Linked DNA regions of Mus musculus: all the other regions are linked to region 1. The links are chromatin contacts, called in public promoter capture Hi-C maps. All regions are on one chromosome and are shown on one strand. Each heading gives the region's core, a stretch centred on a gene start, on an enhancer-like site or on the middle of the called end of the contact. The rest is flanking DNA. Distances are from core to core; before and after follow the strand shown. Region 1 holds the start of Mblac2 (metallo-beta-lactamase domain containing 2). Region 2 holds the start of C130071C03Rik (RIKEN cDNA C130071C03 gene). Region 3 has its middle 6.2 kb from the start of Gm51268.

Region 1 (2,700 bases), core at 106-2,605:
TATAAAATTGATAAATCAAATATTGCTGCTGTTGCTAATCAGTTCAGTTAGTGCAGTTCCAGCATGAGGGGAAAGGGACTGGGACCCTGTCTATTTTGCTCCAATCTATCAATTGCTTAGGACCAAGAGAATGAAGTCCTCATTAACACACACACTTTCTCCACCGGAAACAACTCCCTTATTGATCTTTCCTAGGCCTTGCTCTCATCCAGACCAGATATTTGTCATATTTCTATATTTTATGTTCACTGTCAAGCCTTTTTTTTTTTTTTTCTTGTGAGGCAATAAGCAAACAAATCCATCCGAAAGGTCAGGATGGATGAAACGGAACCAAAGCTTTCCAAGCCTACAGGTGGACCGGATAGGCACTATGCAGTGAAGTGAGGAGGCAGATGAAGTCAGCAGTTTTCAAAGCACAGAGCCTAACACTCTTCCCAAGGTGCCATTGCTTAAAAGCCTACTCGTTACAAAAGCTGAAAATGTTCAACCGGTACTTGGGAAAAGAATGGAAAATCTCCAGTCACAAGTCTCTGCAGTGTTACTACTGTAGCTGACTGACTGGGGATGGTGTGAGCTTTCAAAGAGACAGCCACACAGCAGCAGCGCGCATCTCCGGACAGAGAAGCCTGCCAGGGCCTAGTCTCTGCTTAAGCTGACTTCCACGCAGCAAAGGGTGAAACAGAGTATTCCCGCACTGTACCCCAACAGTGCCAAGGAGGTCTGTAACATGCTGTACACGCTCTCCAAGCCCCTCCCTCAGTGACAGCGCACGCCCGCGGGGCCCATTACCATCCTGCAGAATGAGGGTGGGTTGCACTGCCTGCACTCGGAACTGCCTGGCCCTCCAGCCAGGGCTGGGCGCCCGCACCACCTCGCTGTCAGAAAGCCAGGTCACGGTCTCAAAGTTGTCCCCGCGAGCCAGGGCCTCGGCCTCGGCGCGGTGCACAGCCACCTGGTCGAACTGATAGAGACCGCCGGAGTGATCGAAGTGCACGTGGGTGGCCACGGCCAGCAGTGGCCGGCGTCCTGCATCCTCTTTAGACCCGCAATCCTGCAAGAGGCCAGAGGAGTAGAGGTACTCCGGAAGGCTGCGCAGCCCCAGGCCAGTGTCTATCACCACGTCCTGCTCCGAGCCGCGCACCAGCCAAATGTTGGCCCGGTTGCCTGACTCGTAGAACCGTTCTTGAATCCAGAAGATGCCATCGCCCAGAGACTTGTGGGCATACCACTCGAGCGCCGACATGCTGCTGCGCAGGGGTGCGGCCGGGCTAGGTGGGTGTGCCTCCCACAGGCAGTCCAGGACTCGCTGCTGCTGCTGCTGCTGCTGTTGCTGCAGAGCCGGAGGAGCTACTCTCAGCTCCGGAGGAGGTGCGATCGAGGGGCGGGGATGCGGAAGGGAGCGTGGATAGGACGCTGCGACACTGCCCAGATCACCTGTTCCGCGCCCTCCCGTCCGAGCCGCAGAGCGCAGGCTGCACCCCAGTTGCCGCAGCTTCTGCAGCCGCAGCACCAAGGCAGTAACGCAGGCTGCTGAAGCGGGGAGGAGACACCGGGCAATGCTGCCCTGCTCGGGGTTCTACTGCAGGGGCCGGGAGAGATGCGTGGGAAGCGACACACAGGACCGCCCCCACACGGGCAGCGGGGGGCTGTGCACTCGCCGCCGGAGCCCAGAGTGAGGCCGAGCCTGTTGGAGGCTGACTACGGCGCCTGCCAAGGGCTAAAAAGCTCTCTTCCGGGGGTGTGGCCTCGCGGGAGTGGGCGGGGCTTCCAGTGCGCTCTGCTGCGCCGTAGCCGCGTGCGGTGTGGGGCGCGCTACTCCGGAGGTAGAATCTGCGGCTCCTTGCTGGAGGGGCTGCCGGCTTTCTTGCTTCCTCTGCTGCACCGTGTGCTCAAGCCTCGAGACTTGGCTAGCAGGTAACTGGAAGCTATCCCGTTCTGGGCAGGAGGTGAAGAGGGTAGAAGGGAGTTGATGGGGCACGTGGAGAACGTGGTGGCCGGGTATCCGGAGCCAACATTCATGAAAGCCCCTCTGGAGTGACTTTGGGAAGTATCCCTACCTCCCCAAAGCTGCTGCTGCGGTCTTCCAAACCGTTTAAAGTTTTCGTAGCCAGATCTCCCAGCTTTCCGGTGGGTTTGTTCTCAGTGAGAAAGAAGGGAGTTTATCCTCTTACAAGAGAAGACTATGCAAATCTGACGACTGTGTTTTTTCTTCATTCAAAGTTTGGCGGCAGTTTGCTGATAAGGGCATACTTACCGTCGCTTCTGTTTTCTTAATTGTTGGCACCCTTGATAGTGAGGAGAGGGGTTGGTGATAAAATTTTTCTTTAAAAAGAAAAACCTAAATGGCCGTCATAGTTCTGGGTGGTTCTTTGCTCTTTGAAGAGAGCAGAGAAAGTTAGAGCTTAAGGAAAGGCGGAGCACTTTGAGGGGACATGAAAAGTGGATAGGGACTGGGTGTGGCCTTGCAAGCCACCAGAAATCACCCCCACTGTCAGTATCAAGTCCCTGCGCTTGCACCCAACCACTAGCTATTGATACATCTATTTCGGATTAAGAAATCCCTTTGAGAATTTGACTAACCTTCAGAAATTATAAAGAGACCCACGGGAGAGCATTATAAAGGATAATTAGGAAGATTCTTACTGTGGTATCTCCTAATAAGTTTCCTAGAGGGAGAACTGTACTTCCAACACTCCAAAA
Region 2 (2,733 bases), core at 199-2,698, 2.0 Mb before region 1:
TTGTGTTGTGTGTGTGTAAAACATTTGATCAAAAAATACATTCATAAAATTCTGCCTTGTTATCTATTGGAACCAGGTATCAAGGTCATTAACTGCCCAGGACTCAGCATCCTTGGTTTTGATGGCTTCTTTCATCTCTCTGGCTCTTTACTGTACTTCTTTTCAGTAGGGCGAGGCTGAATTTTCTCCTCCTCCCTTCTTGATTCTGGCAAACAAAACCATTCTACCACTTGAGCCATCTGCCGCAGGTGTAATGGATGGCAGGGGGCCCCCCCCGACCTAACTACACCCCAGTCTCTTCCAGGTCCTCACCTCTTGGCACCAAACAAATGAGTCCTGTTCTGCCGCTAGGGTGCCAAGGTGAATGGTGGGTGCTGGCTCCAGCCTTTGGCAACACTCAGTGCTTAGAAACTAGAACCAGCTGACAACACACGCAACAGACAGGCACCCCCCCACCCCAATCTGCACACAAATGGAAGATGCATACATAACACTTAAAAGCCTTTTTGATTCCCTCTTAATTCTTGGTAACTTCGAGCTGTCTTACTCATTACATATAGACGTCCCCCCCCCCCCCGAGTGTGTTTGCGTGTAGGGGGCACGCACGAATGTGCGTGTATATTTAAATAACGCTTATTGGTAGGTCAGCAGCAGCTGATCAGTCATGGTGATCCAATAATCTTTTTGACTACATACGAATTTTCGTTAAAGTCATTCTTTATAAAAGGAAAATAACAATATCCTGTACAATCTAGGGATCCTAGGTTAGAATCGAGGGGATAGTAGAACCAAAGAGCGCCCACCTTGCCAAACTTTCCCTTTTAAAGGTCTGAGAGAAGAATACTTTCTCACTTCCTGATACCAAAGCGTCACTTGAACGAGGGTATGTAAGGAGCGGAGGTGCAGGTCCGCATAGGGAGAGGGCTCTAGAAGTCACAGCCGTCTCGGATGACCTTAGCAGGTTGGGAAGCAGCCCTAGGCGGGAGCCTGAGCCACAAGCTAGCTACAAGGCGCACTGGCACCCATTTATTCTGGAACCCTTACGCTGTAGCCCTTCCCCGACCTTCACTCCATCCCAGTTTTAACCGCTGTTTGATTACCACCAGACTCTCAGATTTGGGCGGGGTCTGGACCCTTCCAAGTGAGAGCTCTTCGGGCCCCCAGAGTACTCACCTTTGGCGAGACCTTGGCAAATCACAGCCCAGAAGCATCAAGTTTCCACTCCCAGATGTACCAGAGTCCCTCCTGTCTTCCATTCACAGCAAGGCCTCTCTCTCCTCTCTCTCTCTCTCTCTCTCTCTCTCTCTCTCTCTCTCTCCCTCTCTCTCTACTTTCGGAAGCAAAACAGCTTGGTTATTCAGAGGAGGAAAGAGACACGAAAGAGTGGGGGAGGGTGAAAGAGAGAGGAAAAGAAGGGAGAGGGGGAGAATGGAGGTTGAAGAGGAGAAGAACCAGAAGATAGTGCGGGCGTTGGTAGAAGAGGAGGAGGAAGAGGTGGAGGGATGGGAGGGGTAGGGTGGAGTAACAGAAGATGGGGTGGGATGTGACCGCCAGGAATAAATTGCTCCCCACCCAGCTGCAGTGCGACGCCCCCAGCGTCTCTGGGGAGCTGGTGCGTCAGCTCCGGACTGGCCTAGGCGGGGCGGTACAAAAGCTAGCACCGCAGGACCCCCTGCGAGGGCTTCCACCCAGTTCAGCCAGCCCACGAGGCCGCTTCCCCAGGCAGCCTCCTTGCTCGGGCGAGGTGACTCTCCACGGCCTTCAAACCCTCCGGAACTTTTACTTCAGCCGGGGAGCCTAGCCATCCTGTTTGGTTTCAGAAAAGTGCGGAAGCCCGCAGGGCATCCTCACCCTCACTGGCGGCTTAACGCCGTGGCCTGAGCGGCTGCGGTCGGTTGAGTCCTGTTCCACCTCCAGCCCCGCTTTCCCAATGCCCGGGTTAAGCGGAGCCCCGACTCTCCGCTTGCCTCTGGGCATCTCTGCCTCTTCTATGCCCTTTCCTCTTCTTTCTTTCTTTCTTTCTTTCTTTCTTTCTTTCTTTCTTTCTTTCTTTCTTTCTTTCTTTCTTTCTTTCTTTCTTCCTTCCTTCCTTCCTTCCTTCCTTCCTTCCTTCCTTTCTCTCTCTCTCTCTCTCTCTCTCTCTCTCTCTCTCTCCCCCCTCCCCCTCTCTATATGTGTGTGTATTGGTGTGTACGTTTGTGTTTGTGCTCACGCGTGAACGCATGTGTGTATATAAGCGCGCAGTGCACGTTCTGAGCAAGAAAGAAGGTAAAATCTGGCACAAAAGTAGTTTTGGTCTCCTGCATCTTGAAGACAGGAGCAAGTTAAACGTATTTGACATTACATTTCGAAGTTTAAAAAAAAAAAACGAGGCTGGAGCACGACGGATCATTTAAACTGAGGTTTTACACTGCAAGGATCATTTATTATTGTTAAGTAAGATGAAAATAAGCTGAAAATGAAAAGCAATCAGTAGGGCAGAAAACAAGATATTTTGCCAACCGTCCGAAGTTGGGAGCGGTTGGAAAGGTTTTCCTGAGTAGGAACATCCAGGGTGGATAAAGGTGGAAGCCACAGATTCACACAAAACCGCTTCAGTACGTGATGGGATTAGAAATGGGACCGTGCTTTCCGACACAGACAACCCTTTAGTTCTCTGTTAACCGCATTAAACCAGCCCCATACAATGATTTCATGGACGCCTTTAATGCACAGACACGGGGGAGTCACGGA
Region 3 (2,700 bases), core at 86-2,585, 2.0 Mb before region 1:
TTCACACCTGTGGACAACAAAATGAAAACTGCTCTACAAGTTGGCCAATACCCTTCGATGTGTGTCATTATTATCACATGAACAAGCACACCAGTGTGCTTAGGACTTCTCTTGGTGGTCTTGCTCATTTTCCAACAGTAAGACCCACCATAGCCTTCCAGGACTATTGACTGTCACCTAAAGCAACATTTAAAGATGCTCCTATTGTCTGCCCAGTTCACTCATCCAAGGCCTCCCTCTTTTTTAGGATCATCGAAGGGTCTAAGACCCGGACCTGAGCCAAGGGAGGTGGATTTAGGCCAGTTAGAGTTAAGATGGTATCATTAGCTGCGCACAGCGTGACTTCCCCTTAATCCTGTCTGCATCTTACAACAAGTTTAAATGTCCATGCATGATGTTATTAACTGGCTTTAGTAAGTGCTTAAGACCCCGATTTTTTTTTAAAGTAAACTCTGAGCAAGTTCTACTGTATCCACCCAACAGAGATAAATAATTGCAGCAAATCTGATGCTGTGAAGATGCCCCAAGTTCCTGTTGGTTCGTTGGTGCGACTCCTGGAGAGGTCCTAAGTGGGTGCTCCCTGAACCCAAGTCCAGGACCACCCTGTACCAATTTTTTCTGATGAGGGTTGAGGGATCCTTTTCTGTCAGCAGCAACCCACTAACTTAAAAAAAAAGTATGAGGAGATAGAGGGGACACAATCATGAAACCTGAACTATTGAGGGCAAGGGTAAGCAGAGGTAGAAAAGCTCAGTAGAGAACCCCTTTAACCCTAAAGAGCCGACCAGACAAGTAAGAGGCTCTGGGGCAGAAAACATCTGCCTGCCAGAAACCCTTGTCCAAAATAGACTAACCCCCAACACCACCCTATCCGCAAACACAACTCAAGGATTCCTAAGCAAATGAACACTGGAGAGGCACAAGCAAGGCCAGGACCCTGGTAACCTGCCAAGGGACAAGCAAATCACATTCAGCATCCCCTATAGATGCTCTCAGCCTGCCGGGCAGAGGAGGGGCGGCCTGGACTACACAGCCCGGTGGGGTCTTCAACCTTCCCGCGGCGGGGTGCGAGCACGTGAGCTCCGCGAACCAGGGAGACTTCCCACCCGGTCACCCGAACCTCAGCGCGCCCCTCGCCTCTCCCGCGCACCAGCCGGGAGCGCGCGCGCCGGCGCACTAGCTCCAGCAGCTAGGGCAGCCGGTCTCCCGGGAAACACCAATCAGACGCTAGCTTTCTGTCGCCCGCCGCGAGTAGCGGCAGCTCAGGGAGGACTCAGGCTGTTGGCCGGTGCTGACGGGCCTTGTGATGCCCAGCGGCGAACCTGCAGCCTCAGCCATTGCCACTGCCTGGCCCAGCCAGTTCTGCAGCCAGTCACAGCCTGCTGTCTGCTCCATACACCGCCCACACCAAGCACCTTGAGAGGCGAAGCCTGGCTATTTTTAGATCTCTGGACTGCGTTGTGCAGACTCTGAGCTAAAATCCAGTCAAACCATCAAGCCCGATATGGTTCAGAACTCCCTGTTTCTCTGAATAAAGTCGATTATCTGTACTTTTTAAACTCTACCCCCTGTGGTCTGGCAGTTGGCTGCAAAGCAGAAAGCCACATGCTTGTACCTCAAAAGATGGCCATCATCTTTCTAAGGTAGTCTACTAACTCTGGCCTGCAGCCCTGTTTGAGAACAATCAAATATTCCTTAGTAGCAATCACAACTATATGCTTTTAATTTCCATTCAGTATTTTAGGTTAATTTCACAGGAAAGTAGAGCAGAGAAGGTGAAATAAGTTCTCTAGGCAAATAGGAATGGATGATTCTGCTGCGGCTTGTTTAACTTGGAGGGGGCGGGGGGGGGGCGGTGAACAGAATAACAGGATAACAAAGCCATCCATTAATCCGGAGACACTGAAGAACGGCCTTACATGCTCCATTGTTGTAAGATCTATTTAACAGTCTCAAAGTACTGGTAAGACAATTGACCTAGTATTACAAATATCTTTTACTGAACAACTTTAATTCTAGTTTTTAATCACAAGGGACATTTATTCTTTGTCGTTCATTTCACAGCCACCACCCAGAATCCAACATAACATAGTGTGTTTTATTTTAGCAAATTTAGGAAAATGTGAGTCACTGGAGGATATAAAATGACCTCCAGGAATAGTTGCATATGCCTTTAATGCCAGCTCTCAAAAGGCAGGCAGATCTGTGAGTTCAAGGGTAGTCTGGTCTACAGAGGGAGTTACAGGGCAGCAAGAGCTATACAGAGAAACGCTATCGAAGAAGAAGACGGAGAAGGAGAAGGAGAAGGAGAAGGAGAAGGAGAAGGAGAAGGAGAAGGAGAAGGAGAAGGAGAAGGAGAAGAAGGAGGAGGAGGAGGAAGAAGAAGAAGAAAAAGAAGAAGACGAGGAGGAGGAAGGGGGAGGAGGGGGGAGGAGGGGAGGAGGAGGAGGAGGAGGAGGAGGAGGAGGAGGAGGAGGAGGAGGAGGAGGAGGAGGAGGAGGAGGAGGAGGAGGAAATAAGTATCAACGTTCTGAAGCCACAATGGTATTTCCACAGGTTACGCATAGGAAAACAGATGTGCACATCGTTTTTATTCACTATCTAGCCACTTTGTTCATTTTTATTTTATTTTATTTTATTTTATTTTATTTTATTTTATTTTATGTGTATGGCTATTTTGCTTGTAAGCTTGTCTGTGTA

Evidence for each region. Promoter capture Hi-C pulls out the DNA fragments that hold promoters and counts their contacts.
Region 2: a promoter capture Hi-C map of hippocampal neurons shows a contact between it and region 1, with 7 times the contacts expected there. The contact joins the promoter of C130071C03Rik here to the promoter of Mblac2 in region 1. A contact is called at or near these places in 2 of 39 promoter capture datasets (hippocampal neurons and pre-B cells) and 1 of 115 datasets of contacts at active chromatin or transcription factors (astrocytes).
Region 3: a promoter capture Hi-C map of hippocampal neurons shows a contact between it and region 1, with 2.4 times the contacts expected there. The contact joins the enhancer-like site here to the promoter of Mblac2 in region 1. A contact is called at or near these places in 2 of 39 promoter capture datasets (hippocampal neurons and pre-B cells) and 4 of 115 datasets of contacts at active chromatin or transcription factors (astrocytes, embryonic stem cells and large pre-B cells).

What each region holds. Positions count from the first base shown.
Region 1 is chr13:81,710,072-81,712,771 of GRCm38.p6, reverse strand. It overlaps Mblac2 (metallo-beta-lactamase domain containing 2), which reads right to left and starts at 1,355. Exons shown (of 2, transcript NM_028372.1): 1 at 790-1,355. The coding sequence starts at 1,243. It overlaps Polr3g (polymerase (RNA) III (DNA directed) polypeptide G), which reads left to right and starts at 1,759. Exons shown (of 8, transcript NM_001081176.1): 1 at 1,759-1,914.
Region 2 is chr13:83,720,096-83,722,828 of GRCm38.p6, reverse strand. It overlaps C130071C03Rik (RIKEN cDNA C130071C03 gene), which reads right to left and starts at 1,448. Exons shown (of 4, transcript NR_152245.1): 1 at 1,174-1,448. It overlaps Gm52046 (a long non-coding RNA gene), which reads left to right and starts at 1,174. Exons shown (of 2, transcript XR_003950632.1): 1 at 1,174-2,733.
Region 3 is chr13:83,743,691-83,746,390 of GRCm38.p6, reverse strand. No RefSeq gene overlaps it. Among named protein-coding and RNA genes, the nearest start is that of Gm51268, 6.2 kb to the right of the region's middle. Within about 2 kb of position 1,335, at least 154 of the 459 cell types and tissues checked have an H3K27ac peak or open chromatin away from gene starts, as enhancers often do. A contact at or near this core is called in astrocytes and hippocampal neurons, where this site is marked.